2 separate regions of the Astyanax mexicanus genome follow, and region 2 is linked to region 1. A link is a contact called in public Hi-C data. All regions are on one chromosome and are shown on one strand. Each heading gives the region's core, a stretch centred on a gene start, on an enhancer-like site or on the middle of the called end of the contact. The rest is flanking DNA. Distances are from core to core; before and after follow the strand shown. Region 1 overlaps rreb1a (ras responsive element binding protein 1a). Region 2 holds the start of f13a1a.1 (coagulation factor XIII, A1 polypeptide a, tandem duplicate 1).

Evidence for each region. Hi-C and Micro-C count contacts between places; a contact is called where the count stands out from the background.
Region 2: a contact with region 1 is called in a Hi-C map of muscle, with 12 times the contacts expected there. The contact joins the promoter of f13a1a.1 here to the enhancer-like site in region 1. A contact is called at or near these places in 3 of 3 Hi-C or Micro-C datasets (blood and muscle).

What each region holds. Positions count from the first base shown.
Region 1 is chr6:46,581,967-46,587,178 of AstMex3_surface, forward strand. It overlaps rreb1a (ras responsive element binding protein 1a), which reads right to left. Exons shown (of 12, transcript XM_049480147.1): 6 at 3,487-3,634; 7 at 2,655-2,797. Among protein-coding and RNA genes, the nearest start is that of LOC111193315, 57 kb to the right of the region's middle. Within about 2 kb of position 3,540, the one cell type or tissue checked has an H3K27ac peak away from gene starts, as active enhancers do.
Region 2 is chr6:46,661,956-46,667,692 of AstMex3_surface, forward strand. It overlaps f13a1a.1 (coagulation factor XIII, A1 polypeptide a, tandem duplicate 1), which reads left to right and starts at 4,223. Exons shown (of 16, transcript XM_022673400.2): 1 at 4,223-4,315. It overlaps ly86 (lymphocyte antigen 86), which reads right to left. Exons shown (of 5, transcript XM_007238635.4): 3 at 4,210-4,338; 4 at 2,820-2,869; 5 at 2,348-2,738. The coding sequence ends at 2,655. It overlaps LOC111193315 (a long non-coding RNA gene), which reads left to right. Exons shown (of 3, transcript XR_007439409.1): 3 at 2,661-2,745.

The DNA of each region.
Region 1 (5,212 bases), core at 2,290-4,789:
GCAAGTTTTCTCTTTTTTTGTATGTTCTGGAAATTAATTAAATTAAAATATATGTTTTATAGTTTTAGCAAATCGCTATTTTACTACCCCTAGTTTACTACACTAACTCACTTTATTAGAGGATGCTCCTGCATGTGCATATGGGTGGGGAGGGTGTGCAGCAGTGTGAAACAGGGAGTGACGCGGTCTTGGTAAGCGTTTGCGTGGAACAGATAACGCGTCTACGTCACGTGAGCTGAGTATCCCCGTATTTATTTATCAGTAGGCTTGTTTGCTCCTCTGCTCTGCATCACACTGCATTAGGAACTCTGCACAGTGGAACTCGATTCATAGCAGCCGAGATCCTCTTAACTAGCACTCTTAGCTCCCGCGATTACTCGGGATTAGCGCTAAATTTGCTGTGCTTCTATACAACAGTAACGGCACCGTCTCTCCAAACCCAAGAGGCCAAGCACCACTAACTCACTGCAGCACAAGCCAGTTCTGTGCAGCTACCCATTACCCATTAACTCCAGTCGGACAAGTTGGCCATTGCATGAGTAGTTTCAGGGCAGCAGACTGTGATGTCTCCAAGGATACTGCACCCCCACCCCCCAACAGAGAGGTCCAGCAGACTGCGTCCTGAAGCCTCCTTCTGTGACTCATTAAATCCCCTCAACACACACACACACACACACACACACACAGGCCTCCACGCTCTGTGGTACTCTCCCCCCTCCCTCCGCTTTTCCTCCTTGATTTCCTCCCTCTTTTCTCCATGCTACTCCCTACTTCAGAGCCCAGGGGCCAAATCGGGGGAGGGGCCGAATCCGTTTAACTTCTCATGCCTGAGAGAGACTAGGTTTTAAAGAGCTTGCAGACAAACACCATTATAAATCACCCAGGTATGACCAGTTACCATCCAAACGTGGGGGGACCCTGGGGGGCCTTTGGATGCATGATCGCATAAACTGTTCGTATCAGGTGTTCTTTAAAGTTAGCTAGTTCTAGTGCGCTCTCTTTTTGATAGACTTATCTTATTGAAAACAACCAACAACTCCTCCTTAAGTAAAAAAAAAAAAAAAAAAAACATTGACAACAAAAAGTTTGGGCAAAAAAGTTCAGCAAATACAATTTGGTTCTCTCTTACATTAAAATGTCCTATATTTTTTTGTTTTGTTGGTCTTCACTGATCACACTCTTGCTGTATGAATATCTTTGATTGTTTTTTCTCATTTTCTTCTTTTTACTTTCAATTTATTTATTTCCATTTTTGAATAGAAGGAGAGCTCTAACTGTCTATTTCTGTAAAAGTGCATTATTACTGCTATACAAGTGCAATGCCAACAAATAAATAATAATAAAAATAGCCTGTGGACGTTTCAAACTGTAAAGTACTTATACAGATCATAAACAGCTCTGGAAAAAAACTAATAAGTGACCACTTCAGTTTCTGAATTAGTTTCTCTGATTTTGCTAATTATAGGTATATGTTTGAGTAAAATAAACATTGTTATTTTATTCTATAAACTATTAACAACATTTCTCCCAAATTCCAAATAAAAAAATATTGTCATTTAGAGCATTTATTTGCAGAAAATGAAAAATGGCTGAAAAAACAAAAAATATGCAAAGCTTTCAGACCTCAAATAATGCAAAGAAAACAAGTTCATATCCATTACGTTTTAAGAGTACAGAAATCAATATTTGGTGGAATAACCCTGGTTTAAATCACAGTTTTCATGCATCTTGGAATGTTCTCCTCCACCAGTCTTACACACTGCTTTTGGATAACTTTATGCCGCTCCTGGTGCAAAAATTCAAGCAGTTCAGCTTGGATTGATGGCTTGTGATCATCCATCTTCCTCTTGATTATATTCCAGAGGTTTTCAATTTGGTAAAATCAAAGAAACTCATCATTTTTTAAGTGGTCTCTTTTTTTTCAGAGCTGCATACTCATACTGTAATATATGTATATCCCAAAGACATTTCGACTTTAAAACTAACCGTCCAAAAACAAAAGCAAATGAATTACTATAACAAAGAGAGAGGGACTCTCCATTCCCTCTGAATTAACTAATTTATTATGTAACTTTTTTATTCTTTAAAAAGAAGAGCGCTAAACTGTTTCTGGATATTTGTATTATCCTAAAAGTAAATAATAACAGTTATACAAGAGCAATGTTAAATGTGAGAATTTTTTTTTTATTTTTTATATCCCAAATACTTTTAAACTGTAAAACCTAAAACTTTGCGCCCGTCGACTGTCGCGTAACAAAAGCAGATTAATTGGTATACCAGCGAGAGGGGGTCTCTCCAGCCCCTCTGTGCTCGGATGTGTTAAATTATGACTGTTTCAGCACAAAGAATGCCACTATAATCTCCCAGCAACTGCAGCGGTCCAGCCCAAAGCCCAGCCTCTCGTGTGTCCCAGCAACACAGCTCCCACGTCAAACAAAGAGTCAACAGTCCTGCTCTACAACAGTGGACGACTACCATGTCTAACTGTCCTACCTAGCAACTGGGGGAGCTGCCACTGGATTTTTATTGTTGCTCATTATCATATCATTATGCTTTGCAGGCTTTTTGTATGTGGCATTTATACGTGTACTCTAAATGGACTGAATTATTTTTAAGTGGAAAAGTCCACAGTGTTTCATGTGTTTTTTTTGTACCTGAGAGTAGCATCAGGATGGCTTTCCATATGGACCTCCAGGTCATGTTTAGAGCTGAGGGTTTTAAAGCAGATAGGGCATGGTAGCGGTTCCTCCTGCACTTTAGTAGGTGCCGGCTCATCCACTCCATTATCCTCTGCAACCTGTAACAGAAAGAAGCTGTCAGACACACACATATAGAAGACCTTATACCTCTCTGGCTTCCTTTGGGTACAAATATTAAACTTTGGGAACACGAGAATGGAAGGAATTTCCTGTTAAATATACTGTAGTAAATATAAAGCAATGTAACTGTACTGCAATCTAGGGCTGGGTAATATATTGGAAGTATCTATATATTTAAAACTAGTTCACACAAGATCATATCAAAATAATAAAATAATTTAAGTATTCAAGGAGAATTTATAGTAATTTTACATCACATGTGGTACATGAGGTGGAACGAAATTGAATTCTCATGGTCCAGTTTACACCTAAAGAGCAATTTTTAAATAGATAAATATAAAGACAAAATAAAATAAAATAAAAAATGCAATAAGAAAATAGATAAGATAAATACACATAATGTGAAGGAGTAGGGAAGTAACAGCAAGTTACATGGATGATTATGAATAGAAATCACTAACATGAAAAGTTATAGGAATGAAGCTGTTTCTCACTCTGGTTATTTTGCACTTATTATGTACAATTAAATTCCAAGACAAGGGTAATTTGTCCTTATCTTAAGTGACCCTACAGTACACGAATGATTCCTGATAAGTTTTCCAGCACCAAGGAACAAACTATTGATGAGTAAAACTATGATCACTTGATTGAGACCTAGTAGTCTGACCTTTTTGCTGGGAGGCTCATCAGTTCGATCTACTTCATCATCATGGCTGAGCTTCCTCTTGGCTGTGGAGGAGCGTCTCCGTTTCATTGGTGATGGAGGGCTGGTAGGAACGGGGATGGCTGGGTCTTTATCGTGGATCTTCATGTGCCTGTAGATAGGTAAAGATGGACAGACTTCAATTTAAGTGTTTAAGGACAGAACAGGTTGATCAGTTCAGCTGATAACTTTATAAGCTACTTTTTGATTTCATTTTTCCTATTTTCTCTCCAATTTATACACCCAATAAACTCAACCCACTTAGGTGGGTTCAGGACTCCCCCTATCACTAGTGATGCCACAACACCAGGAGGATAAAGACTAACACACTAGTACCTCCTCCGACACAAATGAATACTTTATTATGGACTTAATTATAGTTTCAACTAATAAAAACACTAAAAATGAGACTAAAAATGAGCAGTCTACAAACAACACCAATGTGGCTTCCATTCAAAGCAGTGGTTCTCCACTTTGCAAATCAGTTAACTGAACCCCTGGGTGGGTTATTAAGTCTGGAAAGCTTGGAATGCTGGAATAATTAAAGGATGGATTATCTCTGAACGTTAGTGGAGAGAGGAATCTTTCTGCATCCCGTCTCCATGCTTCCTGATGGAAAATGCAGGATGAGGAAAGGCACTAATGGACTGAAACCCCTGCAATTATCCTGGAGTCTGCGTTTGCCCTTACATGGACTGGAGTCTAGGGCTAGGGGACCAGCCTCAAGAAAAACAGCGCAAAAGGGACGGGCAATGTTGCGTGAAGAGGGCTGGAGGCAAGTCCTCTTGGATCCTTTTGCATCTTGGTAGTCAGGAAGTGGAGGGTAACAGAGTTTAGAAATGTGCACTGTGGGGTTTAACATAAGGGTAGGGTAGTTTATTCCAAAAGTGTCTGTATAAAACCACTGCTATGCATTTCTCCTTTCTTCTTCTTCTTCTCCTCACTACCTGCATGCATGTATGTCTGTCTCCCACGCTCCACTTTTCACCAGCGAGAGGTGAAAAGGCTTTAAACCAGCTAAGCCAACCTGGGCAAAGGATCAAAGCTTACAGAACTCTTATGCAACAGGTTTGCTCTGATAAGAGTGTGTGTTTTTTCCACTGACACAGAAACGATCAACCAAAATCAGGATGGGTTTGTGCATCCCTGCAGCCTGAAGACTTTGTCTTTTGGAAGCTGTGCTTTTGTAACGCTCATGTGAGAGTGTCTCTGTCTGAGAGTGTGAAAAAAGGTCAGCCAAACTCTGGTCCTCAGGGTTTCAGCTTTCAGTCAGTGGTTTATTAATAGCAGGCAGTAAACTGGCCGCCCATGTGGGGACCTGACTATTTCGCTGCTCTGGGCTCTGAGCTCTGGACTCTGACCTCGGGTCTGACCAATCGCAGCAAACTTACTAAGGCACTGCCAAGTCAGCAAAGCGTGAATGGATGGGGATCACCTTATAGCCCTATAGATTAATACAGATGACTGCAACCTTCTTAATATATACATTCACACACATATACACACACATATATAATACAATGTAAACCCAATAAAAGTTTTTTTTATATGGCCTCAATAAAGCTTGATAATAAAGCTGCCACTTGAACTGTCTTATTACCAACCGTTCCTTTCCTCCTCCTGGGATGAACTCCCAAAGATTAAACACTCAGATAAATCCATTTCATTTTTATGACCTGCTGCAGAAGAC
Region 2 (5,737 bases), core at 2,973-5,472, 81 kb after region 1:
AGAACCATATACTACACAATACTCACTATAGTTGACTACATTGCATTACACTATACTAGACTATACTGCCCCATTCTGTACTACTGTACAATATACTACACTACAGTACCTTATACTGCACTATATTTACTGTACTATAGTTGACTACATTGTATTACACTATACTAGACTATACTGCCCCATTCTGTACTACAGTACAATATATTACAGTACAGTACCCTATACTGCACTACAGTACCATATACTACACTATATTTACTATACTACAGTTGACTACATTGCATTACACTATACTAGTCTATACTGCCCCATTCAGTACTACAGTACCATATACTACACAATACTCACTATAGTTGACTACATTGCATTACACTATACTAGACTATACTGCCCCATTCTGTACTACAGTACAATATACTACACTACAGTACCATATACTACACTATATTTACTATACTATAGTTGACTACATTGTATTAAACTATACTAGACTATACTGCCCCATTCAGTACTACAGTACCATATACTACACAATACTCACTATAGTTGACTACATTGCATTACACTATACTAGACTATACTGCCCCATTCTGTACTACAGTACAATATACTACACTACAGTACCATATACTACACTATATTTACTATACTATAGTTGACTACATTGTATTACACTATACTAAACTATACTGCCCCATTCAGTACTACAGTACAATATATTACAGTACACTACCATATATTACACTACACTACCCTATACTACACTACAGTACCATATACTACACTGTATTTACTATACTATAGTTGACTACACTGCATTACAATATACTAGACACTACAGTACCCTATACTACACTACAGTACCATATACTACACTGTATTTACTATACTATAGTGGACTACATTGCATTACACTATACTAGACTATACTGCCCCATTCTGTACTACAGTACAATATATTACAGTACAGTGCCATATATTACACTACACTACCCTATACTACACTACAGTACCATACACTACACTATATTTACTGTACTACAATTGACTACATTGCATTACACTATACTAGACTGTACTGCCCCATTCTGTACTACAGTACAATCTATTAAAGTACAGTACCATATACTACACTACAGTACCCTATACTACACTGCAGTACCTTATACTATACTATATATACTGTACTATAGTTGACTACATTGCATTACACTATACTAGACTATACTGCCCCATTCTGCACTACAGTACAATATATTACAGTGCAGTACCATATATTACACTACAGTGCCCTATACTACACTACAGTACCATATACTACACTATATTTACTATACTATACTTGACTACATTGCATTGAACTATACTAGACTAAACTGCCGAATTCTGTAGTACAGTACAATATATTACAGTATAGTACAATATATTACACTACAGTACCCTGTACTACACTATATTTACTATATTATAGTTGACTACATTGCATTACACTATACTAGACACTACAGTACCCTATACTACACTACAGTACCATATACTACACTGTATTTACTATACTATAGTGGACTACATTGCATTACACTATACTAGACTATACTGCCCCATTCTGTACTACAGTACAATATATTACAGTATAGTACCCTATACTACACCACAGCCACATATAGTACACTGTATTTACTATACTATTGTTGACTAAATTGCAATACACTACTCTAAACTACACTGCCCCATTTTGTACTACAGTACCATATACTACACTACAGTACCATATACTACACCACAGTACCATATACTACAGTACCATGTACTACACCACAGTACCATATACTACACTGTATTTACTATATTATAGTTGACTACATTGCATTACACTATACTATACTATACTGCCTCATGCTGTGCTACAGTACCATATACTACACTACAATACCCTATACTACACTATATTTACTACACTATCATTGACTGCATTGCATTACACTATACTAGACTACATTACTCCACACTATGCTGTACTAATCTACTCAATATATATATATATTACTCAAAACAGACATTAAGCTATACTGTACCATGCTATCTTATATTACTTTATACTACAACACAGTAACATATAATACACTACACTATATATAACTGCATTACACTATACAAAACTTGGCTACTATACTACACTACACACAGCAATGTCTTAATTCATACTAAAGGATGTGTTTCTCAGTTAATGAGAGAAAGAGCAGCAGAGGACCAGAGGCAGCAGACACACTAAATTAAGCCTTTGAGAGTTTAATGGCGCCATCTTTTGGTGTAGATGTTTATTGCAAATATCTAGATATGGCTGACACACCAGTGCTTTTTGTACTCCAAAAGTGACTTTAGAAATTAATTTTAAGCAGCCAATTCTGCACACAACTGAACAAATGACATTTCCTATGAACAACAATGTGTCTTTTAAAACATGATTATTTTAATCTATCAATTACAAAAATAGTTAGGGACCGAATTAAAAGCCACAATAAACATTTATACACTTACACTTAATAGGCATAGACATATTTTTTTAATTCATGTCTTTTATGTTTAATTTAATACAGAGGAATTATTTCACATGTGGATTTGAAGAATTCTCACGTTTTCTTTTTTCATTCTGATCACAGGAGCTCAATAGTGGAATTCACGCAGGCAATTTGGAAGCCGTTTTGATTTATTGCACTGAATATCAGGTTGTACTGACCCTGTAAGAAGAAAGAGATATGTAAGACTTAATAGACTGAATTACAGTATGTATGTGGTTTTCTGTGATCTTGACAACAGACCGTTAGGTGGGGTGGCAGTTTATCCAAAGTTCCGTCCACATTGATCAGTTCTGAAAAAGTCACAACACCAATCAGATTATTTACTACTTCAGCATAACCCATCCTAAACAAACATCCTGATTATTCATATTCTTATTTTAAATTTTGGAAATTCTGCTGTTCTGGTTTGCTCACCAATCCATTAATACATGTATCCATTCACCCATCCGCCCACCCAGTCATTCAAATATATATATTTATATACATATACAGTTAGGCCCATAAATATTTGGACAGTGATATAATCTTCATGGTTTGGGCTCTGCATCCCTTCAGAGTGGATTTGAAATTAAACGAATGAGATGCAAATAAAGTGTAGAATTTCAGGTGTAATTCAAGGGGCTAAACAAAAATATCTTATATAGCGTTTAGAAATCGTTTTACAACCATTTATCTACAAAGCCTCCTCATTTCAGCAGCTTAAAAGTAATCAGAAAAATGATCTCAAAAGCTATTTTATGGGTATCATGGGCTATTGTCTCTTTAATGCATCATTAGTTAAGCAGGTAAATGACCTGGAGCTGATTCCAGATGTGGCAGCATATTAGCTTCCAATGGCACTGGGTCACTAGTGTTAACTGATGATGTGAGAGGAGACAGAAGCAGAAGGGTAACTTCTGAAATGTACAGGAATTTATTTCTGCTCAGATTTAACCAAATGCAGCAAGGTTGATTGGACTGAGCTTGACAGTACAGATGGACACTGACCCAAAACATCCTGCAAAAGCAATCCAGGAGTTTTAAAAGACAAAGAAGTGAAATATTCTGCAGTGGCCAAGTCAGTCACCAAATCTAAACCTAATTAAGCTGCTTTTTTCACAATTAAGACAAAACTAAAGGTAGAAGCACCTACAAAACAGCAATAACTGAAGACAGTAGTAAAGGCCTGGAAAAGCAATATAAAGGAGAAAACCCAGTGTTTGATGTCTATAGGTTTCAGACGTCAGGCAGTCATTGCCTGCAAATGATTTTTCAACAAAGTATTAAAAATTAACATTTAATTCATGGTAAAGTTAATTTGTCTAATTACTTTTGAGCTCCTGAAATGAGGAGGCTTTATAGAGAAATTATTGTAATTACTAAACGCTTAATATGATATTTTTTGTTCAATCCCTAAAAGCCTATGTTTCAGTTGCATCTCAGTTATGTCATTTTAAATCAGTGTGGTGGCATGCAGAGCCCAACTCATTAAGACTGAGTTACTGTCCAAATATTTATGGGCCTAACTGTATACATTCAGACATGCATACATCCAAATCATCCATCCATGTATCCATCTATACATTCACACATTTATTCTCCCATCCACCCATCAATGTTAACTCAGTCATGTTGTGTTCCTCAGTCTTACCTCCTTTTCTGCTGCCACAGTTGATGTAGCGAGGGAAGTTGGGTTGGCAGAGCGGCTCATCAAGATGCAATGTGGGAATTCCATCAAGAGTTACATCCACAGACAGGTAAAGCTCATCAACGGATTGCCCTAGAGGTCACATAACATTAATTTTACAAACTCAAACTCTGCTTAATTCTGGAATTACTAATTTTATACTCAATTTTGCTCAACTACTACTACTGATATTACTGCTGCGACATTTTCCATTCTACATTTTCAGTTTCTGCTTCTACTACTTCAACTGCTGCTTCCACAAATACTGCTGCTGTTACAACTACTGTTTCTACTATTTTAACTGCTGATATTACTACAACTGCTTGTGCTTCTTCAACTACTATTTCTACTTCTTCAACTTCTGCTTCTGCTCCTTCAACAACTATTTCTACTACTTCAACTACTGCAACTACTACTTTAACTACTGCAAATGCAACTTTAAATACTGCTTCTACTACTTCAACTGCTGCAACTTTAACTACTGCAATTGCAACTTTAAATACTGCTTCTACTAATTCAACTACTGCAACTTTAACTACTGCAATTGCAACTTTAAATACTGCTTCTACTAATTCAACTGCTGCAACTTTAACTACTGCAATTGCAACTTTAAATACTGCTTCTACTAATTCAACTACTGCAACTTTAACTACTGCAATTGCAACTTTAAATACTGCTTCTACTAATTCAACTACTGCAACTTTAACTACTGCAATTGCAACTTTAAATACTGCTTCTACTAATTCAACTACTGCAACTTTAACTACTGCAATTGCAACTTTAAATACTGCTTCTACTAATTCAACTACTGCAACTTTAACTACTGCAATTTCAACTTCAACTACTGCAACTGCAACTTCAATTACTGCAACTGCAACTTCAATTACTGCTTCTACTACTTCAACTTCTGCAACTTTAACTACTGCAATTGCAACTTCAATTACTGCAACTGCAACTTCTACTACTGCTTCTTCTTCTACTTCAACTATAGCAACTTTAACTTCAACTACTGCAACTACTAGTACTGCTTCTACTACTTCAACTACTGCAACGTCAACTGCTGCTTATTCAACTTCTGCTACTGCAACTTCTGCTTTAAATTTGTCAGAGTTATATCATCCATTTTAGTGCTGCATTTTAACAATATTAGTGGCAAATTTAAGTGATCTTTAGGCAAGCCATCAACAGCTTGATTATGAGCGTGTCAGTGTATCTTTGCTATCGTAACGACAGGAAAAGCATGCCTTGCATGTCTCGAAACACAAAAGGCATGTAGTAATTATTTTAATTAATTATGAGTTTGTGTTGGGCATAATGAGAAACAAACCAATTAGCATGTCACTTGCTATTTCATTTAAGAGCCAGGTGTGCTCTAACTATAGCGTATTGCTATACGCTGCTGGCGGTTAGAATACTACTTCACCTACTGCTGCTACTACCACCTTATCTACTGATACTACTATCTACTGACTATTTTACTACAACTATTTCT